Linked DNA regions of Mus musculus: all the other regions are linked to region 3. Evidence: chromatin contacts called from public HiChIP or PLAC-seq data. All regions are on one chromosome and are shown on one strand. The core of a region is the stretch at or near the end of the contact, and the rest is flanking DNA. Distances in the headings are between cores, read along the strand shown.

What was found. HiChIP or PLAC-seq counts read pairs in DNA pulled down with a chosen protein or histone mark.
Region 1: an H3K4me3 HiChIP or PLAC-seq map of embryonic forebrain shows a contact between it and region 3, with 5 times the contacts expected there. The contact joins the enhancer-like site here to the promoter of Negr1 in region 3. A contact is called at or near these places in 6 of 39 promoter capture datasets (the 3T3-L1 cell line, the C10 cell line, cranial neural crest and 3 more) and 3 of 115 datasets of contacts at active chromatin or transcription factors (astrocytes, embryonic forebrain and neural progenitor cells).
Region 2: a contact with region 3 is called in an H3K4me3 HiChIP or PLAC-seq map of stem cell-derived neural progenitor cells, with 6 times the contacts expected there. The contact joins the promoter of Tnni3k here to the promoter of Negr1 in region 3. A contact is called at or near these places in 4 of 39 promoter capture datasets (the 3T3-L1 cell line and liver) and 2 of 115 datasets of contacts at active chromatin or transcription factors (forebrain and stem cell-derived neural progenitor cells).
Region 4: an H3K27ac HiChIP or PLAC-seq map of SST interneurons shows a contact between it and region 3, with 5 times the contacts expected there. The contact joins the enhancer-like site here to the promoter of Negr1 in region 3. A contact is called at or near these places in 4 of 39 promoter capture datasets (hippocampal neurons, liver and pre-B cells), 3 of 115 datasets of contacts at active chromatin or transcription factors (SST interneurons, astrocytes and embryonic forebrain) and 1 of 9 other capture datasets (embryonic stem cells).

Annotation. Positions count from the first base shown.
Region 1 is chr3:155,407,702-155,411,336 of GRCm38.p6, reverse strand. No RefSeq gene overlaps it. Among named protein-coding and RNA genes, the nearest start is that of Gm33266, 120 kb to the left of the region's middle. Within about 2 kb of position 1,291, at least 9 of the 459 cell types and tissues checked have an H3K27ac peak or open chromatin away from gene starts, as enhancers often do. A contact at or near this core is called in embryonic forebrain and second pharyngeal arch cranial neural crest, where this site is marked.
Region 2 is chr3:155,053,743-155,057,332 of GRCm38.p6, reverse strand. Tnni3k (TNNI3 interacting kinase) reads left to right here and starts at 1,926. Exons shown (of 25, transcript NM_177066.5): 1 at 1,926-2,066; 2 at 2,677-2,785. The coding sequence starts at 2,027.
Region 3 is chr3:156,559,836-156,563,533 of GRCm38.p6, reverse strand. It overlaps Negr1 (neuronal growth regulator 1), which reads right to left and starts at 1,740. Exons shown (of 7, transcript NM_001039094.3): 1 at 1,182-1,740. The coding sequence starts at 1,339. 4930570G19Rik (RIKEN cDNA 4930570G19 gene) reads left to right here and starts at 1,847. Exons shown (of 4, transcript NR_040399.1): 1 at 1,847-2,058.
Region 4 is chr3:154,756,698-154,760,761 of GRCm38.p6, reverse strand. It overlaps a transcript of Erich3 not described here. Among named protein-coding and RNA genes, the nearest start is that of Gm20389, 47 kb to the right of the region's middle. Within about 2 kb of position 2,396, at least 8 of the 459 cell types and tissues checked have an H3K27ac peak or open chromatin away from gene starts, as enhancers often do. A contact at or near this core is called in SST interneurons, where this site is marked.

The DNA.
Region 1 (3,635 bases), core at 42-2,541, 1.2 Mb after region 3:
AGCTCCTCCCCATACTTTGATCTCTGCTGCTTCTTCCAGTTGCGTCCCTGGCCTCTGCCTTTCCTCTCTCTCTAAAGTTTTATGAAAATACATCAGCTCCATAAAATAATTCTGCGTGATAATCTCCCCCCTTTGTAAAGCCTGTGGTTTTACAGTTCAACCTTTGGTGTCTTTACAAAGAACCTCACAAATTTATCTCCAGGGCAGGAGTCTAACTGTCTTCAGTGGGAGCATACCCAATATTCTCCAATATCTAAGCGTGTGTCTTATACACTCCTGAATAATCTGGAAAGATATTTAGGAGAAAAAACATGTATACATTAAAAAGTAATTAAGAATATGTCACATGAAATAATTTATGATTGTGTCCCTTAATATATTTTTTACCCAATTAAAAATTAATGCAAAGGGTAGATTGTAGTCAGACAAAGAAGACAGATATTTGAGTACACTTTTATTAATTTTTTTCATGTCACCCTTTCCTAAATTGATGCAGCAAGTTCTCATTCAAGGCTAAGACTGGGATGGCTCTGACCTGTAGTTTGCCTTAGAGTGCAGAGTGGCTTGGGAATTGGCTTGTTTTGCCTTCCTGTGATGTCACAGGGTTAGCCTCCCTCCTTTTTTTTTCCTGTTAAGTTGATTTTATTATTATTCCATGAGGGTTACTTTTCCTTTCTTTCTAACAGTGTACAGGTCCGTTTTCTTTGATTATCTAGGAAATATTCTACAACTAAATTTACTAGAGCATCTAATTTACCAACCTCTGAACTCGGGTTAAACGAGAATTCGTTGTTGGGGATTAATACTCATTGTGCAGCTCGCCTTTGGTCCAAAGCTCTTTAAATTGATTCCTTTTTTTAACATTACACCATGATTTAGATTAGATTTGATTGCCATATCTACAACCAGCTGGTTTCAAACATTTTTTTAGTTGCCATAAAACTGGTAGTGACTGAGACATACTTTCAAGCCTATTGTACAGGGAGCTATTTTAAAATGCACTTTCTTCTTCTTCTTAAAAAAAAAAAAAAGGCTCAAATTTGCCCTAATTTGATTCTTACAATCTTTCAGCTGACCACTTCCATAATCTTTCAGTTTGATCAACTCAGTCATTTATTATGCAAAACAAGTCTGTAAATGCCATATGTCTGCCCTTTGTTTGAATTTAGTGAGTTTTCAGAGGATGGAGGCTGGGGAGGGGCGGTCAGGGCAGAGACATGTCTGTAGTCAAGACAGATCTAGCAGGGACCATGGCCCTTCAACACTCAGCAAGAAACACACTGCGTCTTCACTTTTCAGCCTGGCCATATGTGATGTGCTAGTCTGGAGAGTGTTAATGCTATAAGCAGAGAACACAGCAGTCACATGTGACTTTTATGCTGCTACTTACAGATAGAGCACAGAATCACTGCTGTATTAGGCTGGGAAAAACTACTCAGCAAAACATACATACAACTCATACACAAGGAGGGAGATAGAGAGAAGAGAGGCATCAGAAGGAGAAGGAAAAGGGAGAGGGAAAGGAAGAAAAGGTAGGCAAGGGAGAGGGGATGAGGTATGGAAAGAGGAAGGAGAGGGGACCAGAAGAGGGGGACAAAACAGTTCACCATGACACTTAGAAATTTGTATATTTTATTATTATTTATATCACTGAAGACTAAATACAGCTGACAGTGTGAATATATAGAGGGCCACACATGCATGGTAGAGAATGTTATTTTTGCATGGAACTGACCTATTATATTTACATGAACATCTGGAACAGATTCTCAGAATTCTTACAAACAGATGGACACGAGAAAAAAAAAGCCTGTGATTAGCAGAGCCCTGTGCTGATTGAGTCAGCATGCGGTCCATGTTAATGATCACTGATCTTTATTAAGTTTAAGAGACTTTTCCAAATCAAGTCTTTTTCTCTAATGTGTCACTGACTCATAAGGCAGTATGGCTACTCTGGTGATAAACAGAAAGTCCCAGAAGCTAGGACAGCATCCTGCCTGCACGTGGCCTATTCCTATGATACAATTCTAATCTGAGGCTACTTTCCTCTGAACCCCCAGTTACATCTGTAGAGGGGGGCAGTATGTTAGAAATTTACCTCCTTAGAATCATCACACAGAGAGATGAATCTTTATTTAAATGATGCTTCCATGTTGCGATTCCTTTCAGCAGACTCAGTGCCTCCTACTGCCCTTCACCTGTCTTGAAGTCACATTGTCAAAGCTCCCTGAGCTCCTCAAACAGTCACCCTCTGGTTGCCAAGCAACCACAGATTTTCTACAAGTGCAAGTATCCTGTGTATTTAAACTGCAGTTGGCCTTTTTTTTCCCTTTAACGTTTCAAAGTTTACAAAAATAAATATATGTCAAACAGGCAGAGCTGTGCATATTTTAAAGGTGGCTATTGGCAACCCAGGAACCAGCAAAAAGAACAGGAACCTTGGGAAATATTGTGTCCATGTGAATTCCTTCCCCAAACTCCCACAAAGAGATGTAAACAAAGTGACTACCCCAAGGGACATGTGACAGTAACTGTGTAAGGCAAAGGGACATTTCCTCCTGTGGATTTTCTAGCAAATCCTCTAGACCTATTGGATCCCCAGGCTGTGAATGCTGGGTGAACTGAATGGTTAGTACCACCCATGGCGTCTGTGTCTAGCTGCATCTTTTCTGGGTCAAATGTCTTTGGTTTCCAGAGAAAGGTATTGAAAATGCTGTCATTGTTTGCATATGGCATCACTTCATAAAGAAAGGATGACTGTGAGGAAGCAGAGTCCTCAAGTGGCATTTGAGACTCAAGGAGAAAACTCAGAGGGGTTATTTGACATTCAGAAATGGCTGCATGTGTGGGTGTGTGTGTGTGTGTGTGTGTGTGTGTGTGTGTGTGTGTGTATACATATTATATTTATCTCATTAATAAACAGAAGTGTTTAAATTTTCCATTCTTTTATATGCTTGTATTTAGGGGAAAATTAAGGTAACCCTACTTTTATCTCATATACGCCTCTGAGTCACCTGTTGTCTCAAAGTGTGAGGGAAGATAGTTGGGACAAACACTTGTCCCCGAGAAATCTTGAGTCTCAAGTAAGTACAGTGTTTTCTTTGGAAGCTAACTCTCCCTTCATTAACTGTGAATGCAGAGTTGTCATGATAAACCATGATGTGAATGATGCGTACAGGCTGAAGCCAGTAAATTCCAGAACTTGCCCAACCTTCAACAAATTTCTGTTTCCAGAATATTCTATATGAGTTAATTTGGAGGGGAAAAAAAACCCTCTCTTTTTCTACAACTCAGCATTTGTACCTAAAAATAAAAATACTAAAATCAATGTTGTAGACTTTGCAAAGATTAAAAGACATGAGAGTGGCTGGCATGCTAGAGGTATACCACTTAGTAAGCATACCACTTATTCTGTTTTCCCTGCGGCTCTGACTTTTAATTTACTCAAGAGGTTGGAGACACCTTTTTGAAGAATATGTGAGTAGAAGTCTCGGTCTTTACTCAGGATCTGACAGGTTATTGACTCATCTGAAAGCTAAAGTAAATATACCTGCAACTAAGGGAAAGAAAATAAAAACAAATAGACAAACAAAAACAATCAAACAGAATGACCAATACAAAACGACTTGGATAAC
Region 2 (3,590 bases), core at 677-3,176, 1.5 Mb after region 3:
TGCACACCCATTTTTATGGTGACACTATGCATAAGGGCCAAGCTACAGGACCTGCCTAACTCTGCCCGGGCAGGTGCATGAATAGAGAAAAGTGCCTTATGTGTGAATGGTGGAGTTTTCCCAAGGATAAATAACAAAGTTGTGTCTTTTGCAGAAAAGTAGATTTACCTGGAGAAAATCATATTAAAAACTTAATTCATTTTGAGAAATAGAGTAATGGGGGAAGTGACTAAAATGTAAGACATATTTACCTGAAAACTCAAATTCTTATGAAACAGATGCTTACACGTCTATATTTATTGACATTATACTGAGCCCTGTCCTTTTGTGCAATAAATATGTATTACTAAGAGTTAATAAAATAATAAAACAAGTATCTAAGAAAAGAGCCACTATTTCTGATAACTACTAACATTATCATTTCCTGTACACTAATGTACTAACTCCCAAATTGTAATACAAATCACATGCATGCATGTTATAGCTCCCTGGAGGATCATTCCTGAGGAAGTATGTGGTTTAAGACTGAGAAATACTAATGAAGTCAGTTTCCTGGGCTGGTGAATCAGAGAACAGCTTGTCTGAGGGAAGCTAGGCTCTCAAAACAGAGAGAATTGGGGTTTCACCATGCTTAGAACAAGCTGCATGGGGGTCACACAGTACTGGGAACTAGCTGGCAAAATCAACAGTGTCTAGCTTTCAAAGGAGAAAACTGAAGAACTACAGATCAAAGTGACCAGAGGACCCTGCACTATATAAACTCTACATATCCCTGACAGGCCTTAATGACAAGAAGAGAGTCCAAACCACCAAGAGTAGACACAAGTACAAAGCCAGGTACTGAGTTCGACTTATTTTATCAGTAGGGCAGCCCTTCCCTGGGGACCTTTCCTTTAGCTTGCTAAGGCAGGGCATGAGGATTCCTTAACTCATCTAAGCATTTGTTTAAGAAGAGCCATTTGAATATTTGATCATAGTAAATGTGAATCCAACACCTCCTACGTTAAAGCTAAGTGTGACTTTCAAGATTGGAATTTACAGCTCTCATACACAGTAAGATCACCTAGAAGAAATATATAGAAAATAACCAATAAGTTTCCTATGTTATTTCCATTTTTTTTCCATCCCACACTGGGTTCATTTATTTCAGTGCAAATGTGCGTGGAAAAAAAGCAACAGTGTGAAGTAAATGGAAGGTGTGTGGAATAACTCAGGACACAGCACATCAGAAATAACGGCAGTCTTAGACGTCAGTGTCGAATGGTTCAGGATCAACTTTGGGCTCCACTCCCTGTTTGGAACTGACATAAAAAAATTCATAATTCTGCTTATTGCCCAGAAATGTGTAAGAAAGCAATGTTGAAATGTTTTTCTGATCACTGTTGTTCTTATGATAAATTGGTATTTATAAAGCACTATGTCTTTTTTCTTGTCTGTGACTTAGGTAGGAATAATCAACTGCAATGGTCATGGTGTGTGTGTGTGTGTGTGTGTGTGTGTGTGTGTGTGTGTGTGTGTGTGTGTGTGAACCCTAGTCCCTGCAGATACACATGCAGGTCTCAACCCAGTGCTGATTGATAGGAATTTCTGTTTCTTCACATGGACAACTTCCACTGTTTCACCGGTGCCAAAGATGCCAAACACTGGCTGGCTGGCTGGAGTCTCTTTCAGTGGAGCTCAGAATCACCAGTCACTTTCCATGTTCACTCATTGAGGAACTGGCCTACCCAGAGGGCATGTGTGGATGAACAAGCAATCCACTGATGGAAGCCAATAGCACAACTGAAATGCTTGCTGTTTACCTTTCACACAGCTCCCTTAAAACAAACCCAGCCACTACACGATCAGCTCACCTTTGAAGGCACACTCTGCCTTGCTCTCTGACGTCCTTGCATGACATTCCATTCAGCACTTGGCTTATTTTTAGAAAGACTATCAACATATTTTCAACTGGTCTGTTTCAGCGCTAGAACTTGGAATCTTATATCGTGAAGGGCAGCACAGGAGGAAAGCAGACTTCTTTAAAATGGGGAATTACAAATCCAGACCGACACAGACTTGTTCTGGTAAGCCTTCTGATTTCCACCATGTTCTGCTAACATTTCTCGCTTTCTTACATGCAACACAACTCACTCCTAAGAGTGGATGTGTTTCAAATCACTGAGATGTGTGCCGATCTGAATGCAGAGAATATTAAGTGTTGAGTTTATTTGAACTTACTCCTTTTCCCTGAAACAGTTCTAAAGGAAAACAGAGAACTTCTTGTTAAAAAATATTGGTTTAGTCCTTTCGTATAATATGATAGAAAGTTTGAAGAACTATTGAGTATAGAAATTTTAGAATTATATCTTAAGTATCTAGTATTTAAAAGCAAAAGATACTGTCTAGCAATGAGATTGCTGCAATTAAAATGCAATAAAATCAATAAGATAAGTCAAATATACTCTTTTATGTAAATATATTGTACAATATCAAATGGGTTCTTAATTACTACAATCCCAAAGTGATTGCATTACAAACATAAACATCTGCATTAAACCCACAATCAGTCATTTAAATTAAGTATTGTAGAATTGAGAATAAAAAACAGGGTTTTGATTACTTGTATGCTATGATCTCTGTCTACATTTTGCAAAATGCAATTATGAATCAATCCTATTTGTTTTTCTTTTCCAGATGAATGGAAGAAGAAAGTTAGTGAATCTTATGCTATTATAATAGAAAGGCTGGAAGATGACCTGCAGATCAAAGAAAATGAATTTCAAGAACTAAGACACATCTTTGGGTAAAGTCAGAGTTTTTACTTTTTAAAATACATGTCTCCATATTTTGTTTTTAGGTATGATGTGCGTGCAAGCATAAAGCCTTAGCAATAAATAGGCTAAGTCTTGGGTATAACCAGACTAAACTTTAGAGTGCCAAGTTATCTGTTCATAAGAATTCATGTGGCTCCCAAAATGGAAAGATCACACCTCCCTCACTAAACTATAACCTAAATTCTGTCCTCACAAAAGTTGAGGGAGAAGAGCTTGGAGAATAGGCAATTGGGCACAAGCTGTCACTATTCCAAGTAACCTACTCTGGAATTAATCACTAAATTATTTATTCCGTGCCACTAACAAACAGTATTGCTTATTTGCCAGGTTTGCTGATGCTAGACCTGAGTCTCCTTGAGGAATAAGAGAAGTTTTACCAACCCCCTGTAGATATTGGAGGCCTTCTCCAGGAAGGCTGAGTATAATTCCTTTGCTCAGGGCCTGAATATAATTCCCTTGCTCTGTATACATTGAAGGCTGTCTTACAGTGGGACAGAAAATTATTTTACCCTCATTTTTGTAATATGTGTGATATCCGCTTCTGCTTTATTATACAAAGAACAACAACAATAACAAAACAACAACAAAAACATCCTGGACTGGGACAGCATCACAACCCTGTAAGGCACACAATGTTTAGACAAGAGGGGCAGGAACCCAATTTGTACCAAAAACCTCCTAGAGAATTTGAATCTGATGCTGAGAAACTAGGTATGTTTCAATGCAACAAGCTTTCCAACTGTCTTAGCTTTACCAGTGTTACCATGAAACTTC
Region 3 (3,698 bases), core at 491-2,990:
GGGACAGTGTAGGTGGGTCTATGGGAAGTGAAGAGCAAGGCAGGGCAGGGAGCCCTGTTTAGCGCTAAGCTTGACTGGTCATCAATTTATATCCAATGGGAAAGGAAATCTTCCCCTGGGCATACTTGGTAGTGTGGCTTCTGAGGAAAACAGGCTAGGGAGACCTTTCACCGACAAACACTCTGTTCATGCTCAGCTCAGTGAAAATAGGGGAAGACAAGAGGCAAAACTACAGACAGAAGAGAAAGGGAAGTGTGTGTTGGGGGTTGGGGGGTGCACGTGTGGAGTGAGTGTGGAGTGTGCATCCTTTAAACACTGGGGGGGGGGGTTCTGAGTGTGAATCATTTCTCACAGGAGGGAAGTGCCAGTGTATGAGAGGATGGGAGAGCTGAGAGGGAGTGTGCTCATAAAATCGAGATTTATGGGATCTGAATATGGTACTGGACCTTGAGTGTGGGTGTGACAGAAAAGTGCATGGGAGGCAAAGCTGGAGACAGATGATGGTCTGGGAGGGGAAGACAAGGGCTATGGTGAGGACCGGAAATTAGTGGAAAGGGAAATCTGGAAAAACAGGGAGAATAAGGAATGACAGGAACTAAGGTGTGAGGGAAACACTGGGAACACTATAGCATAGGAGTAAACCAGAGACTGGAGGCAATAGGGGTGACTGAAGAGGGAGTTGGAGAAATGGGATAGGGGACAGAGGAAGAGGGAAACACAGAAGGAAAGCAGCTACAGGAGGGGGAAAAAAGCTGAATGGAATATTTGGATCTTACTGTTCAAGTGAGAGGGAAAATAAATGGAGCACAGAGCCAGCAGTTGAGAAAAGTCGCTTACGGAGTGAAGCAGAAACAAGCCCTGTAAACTTGTCAGACTCCTGGAGTACCGCTGGCAGCAGAGCGGAGACCTGGCTCCAAAGTGGCACCTGCCCCTCCTTCAAGCCCCACACTTCCTAAGCCCGGGCTGCTTGGAAAGCGCTTTTCCCTCTCTCCCTAATCCAGCCAGACCCCTGCCCCGGGGTCCGAGAAGCCCAGGAAGGGTCATGCGTGGCTAGCCTGAGGTGTGGTGTTTTTGCTCGTGAGCAACAGCAGGATTCACTCTGGGTGTAAAGCAAGGTGCAGAGAGGGAAAGGGACGGAAAGACAGACTGAGGCAAGTGTAGAGAGGGCGCGCGGTCCCTACCTGAGCACCGCTGTGTCACCTTTCCTCACCAGCATGTTGTCCACGGCCGCCCAAGGGAAGTCCACGCTCTGCCCGGCCGGGAGGCAAGAGCACAGGCTCAGAAGCACCGCCGCCAGCCACTGGTTCGAGCAACAAGCGCCCTGCGCCAGGAGCACCATGTCCGTGCCTGCCAGGCTGCTCGCTCTCCGGCAGCGTCGGCTCCCACCCCCTGCTGCTGGCGAGGCTGCCCGATAACCAGGCGGCGCGCCACACGAGATTTTTTTTCCTCTTTTCCTTTTTCTGAGTGGGTGGGTGGGTTTCTTCTCTTTCTCGCCCCCTCCCTAGTTGTCGGGCGTAGTTTCCCTCTTTCCCCGGCCTCGCCTCCTTTCTGCTCCTCTGCAGCTTGCCTTCCCTCCCTCCCCTCCCGCCCCCTGGCACCGCGCTCCACCTCCTTCGGGGCGCCCGGCCGCGTCCGGAGCGTGGCTAATCCCTGGCGGCCGCACACCGTCCTGCGAGGCTGCGAGCAGAGCGCGGGAGGCGGCGCAGGCAGCGCGGGGCGCAGCAGCGGCCGGCGGCCCCCGGGCTCGCGCGCGTTGCCAAGCGGCCGTTTCCGTAGCAACCCCGCCCAGGGATGGAGGACCAGGCAGGGAGGGGGGCCGGAGAAGCGAAAGAGATAGATCAAAAAGAGGAAAGAAGAGGGACTGGGAAGCTAGGGCGACTGAGGATACGCCGAGGTCTAGTCCGGCTTGGCAGCGCGAACTAGAGAGCTTTGCGAGCCGCGGGGCTGGGAAGTCAGGGCATAAGGGCCAGGCCTGCCCTCTGGTGCTTTCGGCTCCTCGGGCCCCCGACTTTAAAGTGCTCAAGTTGGGGTCGGCGCCATCATGACGCCTGAGACTGAGTGAGTTGGCTTTTTTTGTTGTTGTCTTGTATTTTTTTTTTAATCCTGACTAGCTAATAGCGCTGTTAATAAACTGCCAGTTAGCTCTCTCTTCTCTCTCTTCCTCTCCTCTCCTCTCCTCTCCTCTCCTCTCCCCTCCCCTCCCCTCCCCTCCCCTCCCCTCCCCTCCCCTCCCCTCTCCTCTCCTCTCCTCTCCTCTCCTCTCCTCTCCTCTCCTCTCCTCTCCTCTCTTCTCTCCCCTTCCTGTTTCCTTCCCTCCGTTCCTTATTTTTCCTTTAGTGGGGGTATTTCTTTTCACCCTCTCTTGGAGATAAGCAGGGATTGTGGCGGCGCTGCTGCTTTACGGGGACAGTATAGTGATTCGGGCATGCCGACCGAAAGCTAGTGCGTGTGTGAGTCCGCCTGTGCGTACTGGAGAACGCCTGCCCTTCTCTGTGCGTCTTGATACTAACTTGCGCATGAGTGTGTGTGCGCGTGTGGTGTCAGCACAGAGTGTCCACTTGTGAGAGGGAGATGGAGTGTGCAGGGCGCGTGCTGGGCCCGGGAGCGCGCGACACGCAGGCGCAACGGGAGGGATGGGCGGGCCTTACTGGGATGCAGAGTTGGAGGAGGCTGCAATCAGTGTTTTAATTGTGTGGAGCTAGGCGGTCCTGTTATGTAAGAGGCAGTTTAACCCATTTGAGCCTACTGGGCGGAAGGCTTGCGCATTCGGTTGAAGCCAAGGCATTCCTCGGCTTTAAAGAGTCCCAGTTGTATTTTTTTTTTTCACCGCCTCCCAGTTGGGGTGGACCTGCATCCTTTGAGCAGTAACCTCAACCCCTCAAGGGGCAAGCAGTGTCCCGCGGATCTGCTAGCCTACGCCCAGGTCAGGGCAAAACAGGGTACAAGGCACGGGGGTCACCCCATAGTCCACTCTTCCCCCCCCCCCACCCCCTTTCTGGCACTCATTTTCAACCCTAAGATCCTAGAGGTCTTCCAGGCGATTTGCAAATCAATGAGAGAATCTGAATCCAGAACAGCGATTCCAGTGCCCATGAGGAGTTTGGGAAGCTGGTGGTTAGAAATAACTTACCCTCACCACTTGGTTTCCCCCACCTTCCGCCTGTAGCGGTATTTACAAAACACATTCGTCTTTCACTGGTGCTCATTTGAACTCCTTTATTTATTTATTTATTTATTTATTTATTTATTTATTTTATTCTTTTATTTTTTTCTGAACGCCAGCAGGGCCCCGCGGCAGAGCGCACTGAAGCAAGGATCTCTGCAGGGGTCAGCATCCGGCTTCCTCCCCAGACTGAGCTCTTGATGAGGCAGGCAGGAGTCATAGATGTTGGTGGTACCCAAGGTGGCTTTTTATTTTTTATTTTTATTTATCACGTTGTCTAAGGATAGATGGGGTAGGGCCAGCAATTCACATCACCCGGGACCACCCAGACTGACTATCCAGGAGCCTCTAAGCAACATCACCACCCTGCAGAAGATTCCCTGCGAGGCTCAGCAATTAACGGAGAGGTTTGCAGCAGGAGCTACTGATGTGATTAGTATTCAGGCTTAATTCTCAGAACCCGCTCGGGAATTGAAAGTGCGGTAGTATTCAGCCGCATTTCGAAACATCAATAAAATGTTAGTCATTTGCGGAT
Region 4 (4,064 bases), core at 1,147-3,646, 1.8 Mb after region 3:
TTCAGCAAGAGATCCTGTCTCAAAACAAACCAAACACAACAACAAATGAAACAGGATGAACAATGCTTTAGAAATGACAACCACATGACCTCTGACCCACATACACACTTGGACATTCACCCACACATGCAGGTACACGCACACACCAACATAGACATCGTGGTGGTTTGGATGAGAATGAATCCCCAAAGGTCATGTGTTTGAACATTAGTCATGTGGTTTGAATACTTGTTGGAACTGCTTGGGAAGGATTAGAAGGTGTGGTGTTTTGGCTTGGAATTTCCTCCCTATGCCCCCTTCTCCATTCTTCAATAGTAATATATATTCTGTACCATTGTGTATTGCAAGCATTGAGTTAGGTTTTTTTTTTTCTTTATTTTACAGGGGTTTAGAATTAAAGTATTGCCTTGAAAATCAGAAGACACATAGACTTGGATACATATGCAATGTTGACACTGTAAAAGCCTACAGGGATTCTTGAAGTAGGACTAAGTTAGTTTTGTGCTATGATGTGGCTACAGGCCTATGGGGACAAGGAATTGGAATTTGGTAGGATGAATGAGTGTCCCCCATAGGCTCATATATTTGAATACTTGGTTTAGAATGATTAGAGTGTGGCTTTGTTGGAGGAAGTGTGCCATAAGGGTAAGCTTTAAGGTTTCAATAGACCAGCCATTCCCACCGTTCTCTTGTGCCTCCTCCATGCACATCACGTTAGCACTGGGTGGCCTGTGTGCTGCCATCATATGCTTCAGTCCTCTCAAACAATAATGCAAAATTAAACTAAACCATTTTCTTTGATAAGTTGCCTCGTGCGATGTCTATTCTTGGTTGTCAACTTGACTACATCAAAAATTAATTAAAATGCAAAACACTGTACACACCCATGAGAAATTTTTTTCTTAATTAAATCATTTAAGTGGGAGACCCACTTATAATACAGATCTTTGAGGTGGGAACATCCACCTTTAATTTGGCGATACCTTCTTCTGACAGCCTATGTAAAAGACACAAAAGAAGGAAGTTCTGTCTCTTTGTTTTCTCTTGCTCTCTCTAGTAAGTCCATTTCTTCATTGGCATCGGAGCCTACTTATTCAGAACGCAAGCACATGATAAAGACTGGATGAGATTGTCGGGCTGAACAACGATGATTGGATTAGCTGGACCACAGTCTAAAGATCATTCTAATAAATCCACTTTCTGTACACATAGAGAGATACATTTTACACATTGTTATCTAGAAAACCCTGACTAACACACTTGGTCATGGTGTTTTATCACAGTAATAGAAAATTACCCAAGACAGATAGACAAATACATACACATGTACATATACACACAAAAGGACACATGTACAGATTCTATGAATTATTACAAATTATTCTACCAGTATATAATGTAAACTTATGCAAACATATCTTCCTTATTTTCTTTGCGCCCTTGAGTTCTCACTTTTTTTGCATTTGTATATTGTGTGTGTGGGGAGTGGTTGTTTGCATACCACAGTGTGCAAATGGAGGTCAGAGGTCAGTTTTCTCCCTCCACTGTGTGGAAGCCAGGGACGGAACTCAGATCGCCATGTTTGGTACTGAGTCCTTTATCTTCTCAACTTGGCCTTGATTTCACTTTTTGGTAACTATTTTACCTATAGTACTGCCAGTGACAATCTAAGAGAAACCAAAACCCTGGTCTTATCTTCCCCCTTTCCCCTCCACACACTCTACAATGTTGACACTCCACTCTTCAAACATATTCTTTGTTGTCTGCCTCAGTCTCTTGCCAGGTAGTACTACAAACCACCTGGATAATAGGCAAAAAAGAGCTGACATGACATTCCCTTAAAATCTATACTTAGAAATATGTTTTTACATTTTTACAAAGGTGTAAAAATTTAATAATCCAGGTCTCTCAATGAGGCTAAGGTTGGTTTTTATGAGTCATCTACTCATAAGGGATTCAATTGGTAATTTCCAAAACTGTACATAAGAGCTCTGGAGGGATATGTAGAGTCAAACTGCCTGCCCAGATGGCATGTAGCAAAGTCACCTGAAAAAAGATGTAGTTCATTTTTATTTCACTACAGACTGTGACTGATTTAGAACAGAACTATGTTGGAACAATGGTGAGAAGCCCAGGATGTCAAATTTCTTCTTAGTTTATCTGTCACTGTTCAAATTCCTGCCCAAAATGTTATTGAAAAGTCAGTTATGGAAAACACTTAAATAATGTCATCTGGTTTTTAAACCTGCCCTCTAAATTTATGGATTAATTAAAGAGCATTCATGAAAACAGGGGAATAAAATTGCCTAGTCACCATGTAATAATATACTGTCTAAATTCTGGGAGAAAATGTGCTAATGACACCCAGCTGAGCTATTATATGAACACACACAGCACAGAGAAGTCAAACAGAGCATTCCCAAAGCACCAGAGAGTGGGTAATTGAAGCCTTCCTCAGAGATAGCAGTGAGTAAAAAGAGTAGTTTTCATGGCAATCTCATGAGCTTTGAGGAAGCATTTTACAGAGCAGTATTCATCAACAGGCCCACTGGATCTGCGTCTGGAGCATGTGCCTGGTGGGTGGGGGTCGGATAGGCTTAGTGCACATGTAGCTCTTGTGTTTACTAGCTACACGAACCTAGCAAAAGGCACTTCTCTAAGCTTTCATTTTCTTACCTATAAAATGGTAGTATCCATATTCAAGTGGCAAAATTCTTGTGGCAGTCAATAGTGTTGTTTGTGTGGTCAGTACTGCATCTGGTTGTAAGAGCCTCATGACCCCCCCCCCCTTTTTTCTTCCCAAGGCCTAAACTTCCTTCCAGGAGTGCAGACTCCTCGAGAACATCCTTGTGTATAATGTGTGTTTGGGAGGTTCACCAAAATTCCTCTAAAGGGATGTCCCTCCAATAGTTCAGCTTCGCTCTCCTGTGACTCCACTGCAAATGTCACCTGACCCTTTCATGATGACCAAAGCGGAAGGACGTCTCTCATGTACCTTCTATGGCATCCATGAAGCTGTCTCATCGTGCTTGATAACTTGTGTTAAACATTGGAGATGCGATGATGTGGTAAAAAGAATAAGTTCCCAGCCACATATACATTCAAACCAGAGTGATTTTAGAACAGCATTCATCGCAGACATAGAACATTGAGCAGATGTGTGAGTCACGTTCGTTGACTTGCTGCTTAGTTGGCAATCCTGAAGATGAGCTATCAGTCCCATTATACATCGACAGCACTGAATTCTTCCCTAATTCTGAAAAGGCTGAAAAGTTTACACGAACCCTTGTAAAGAATGATCTACTGGAGCTCTTAATGTCCATTACCTTGTTATCAAAGATATATTCACCTGTTTGGTCAGTTAATGGAGAATATGGCTATAGCATATGATTAATCTGAAAATTAACACCAGAAATTTTATTTTTGTTTTTTATCTTAAGCATCAATGCATTTTTTAAAACACAGCATTTATAGCTAATTTCAGTATCAAAACTCCTCTTCAGGACTCTGAGCCAACTCCTGCCATCATATCCCATATCCATTAGAAGAGAATAAAATTAATTATAGTTAATTTAAAAGGGGCAAATGGACAAAACAAGGACTTGAAGATGAAAGACAGAGACAGGGCAGCATCTGTAGAGAATTCCTAAGGATCGTCACTAGGTAACAGCCAGCCCTTACCTCTGCCCAGGTTGACCTCCGGTTTCCTCATGGGTGTCACCCCGTCATCTGTGGGGCTAAGTCCAGGAGCAGTGTTAGAGCAGCAGTGACCAGGTTCCTGGGCTCCACCTGTTATCTGTCCAACTGATTGGAGAGCACATAAAATATCAAAAAGCATAAGAGAGGCCATAGGAACACCAGCATTTCACATCATTCAAGCAAGTGGGATCAATTTAAATTTAAACAGATTCACATGAAAATGTGACTTGTTTCTAAAAATAGAGATCAAACAGACTCCAAGCTATGATTCTTTTTTTTTTTTTAGAGGAAAACACAGCACACCATAGTCAATCATGAAGGGAGGAGACACATGCAAAGAAATACTTCCATTAAAATAAGACAAC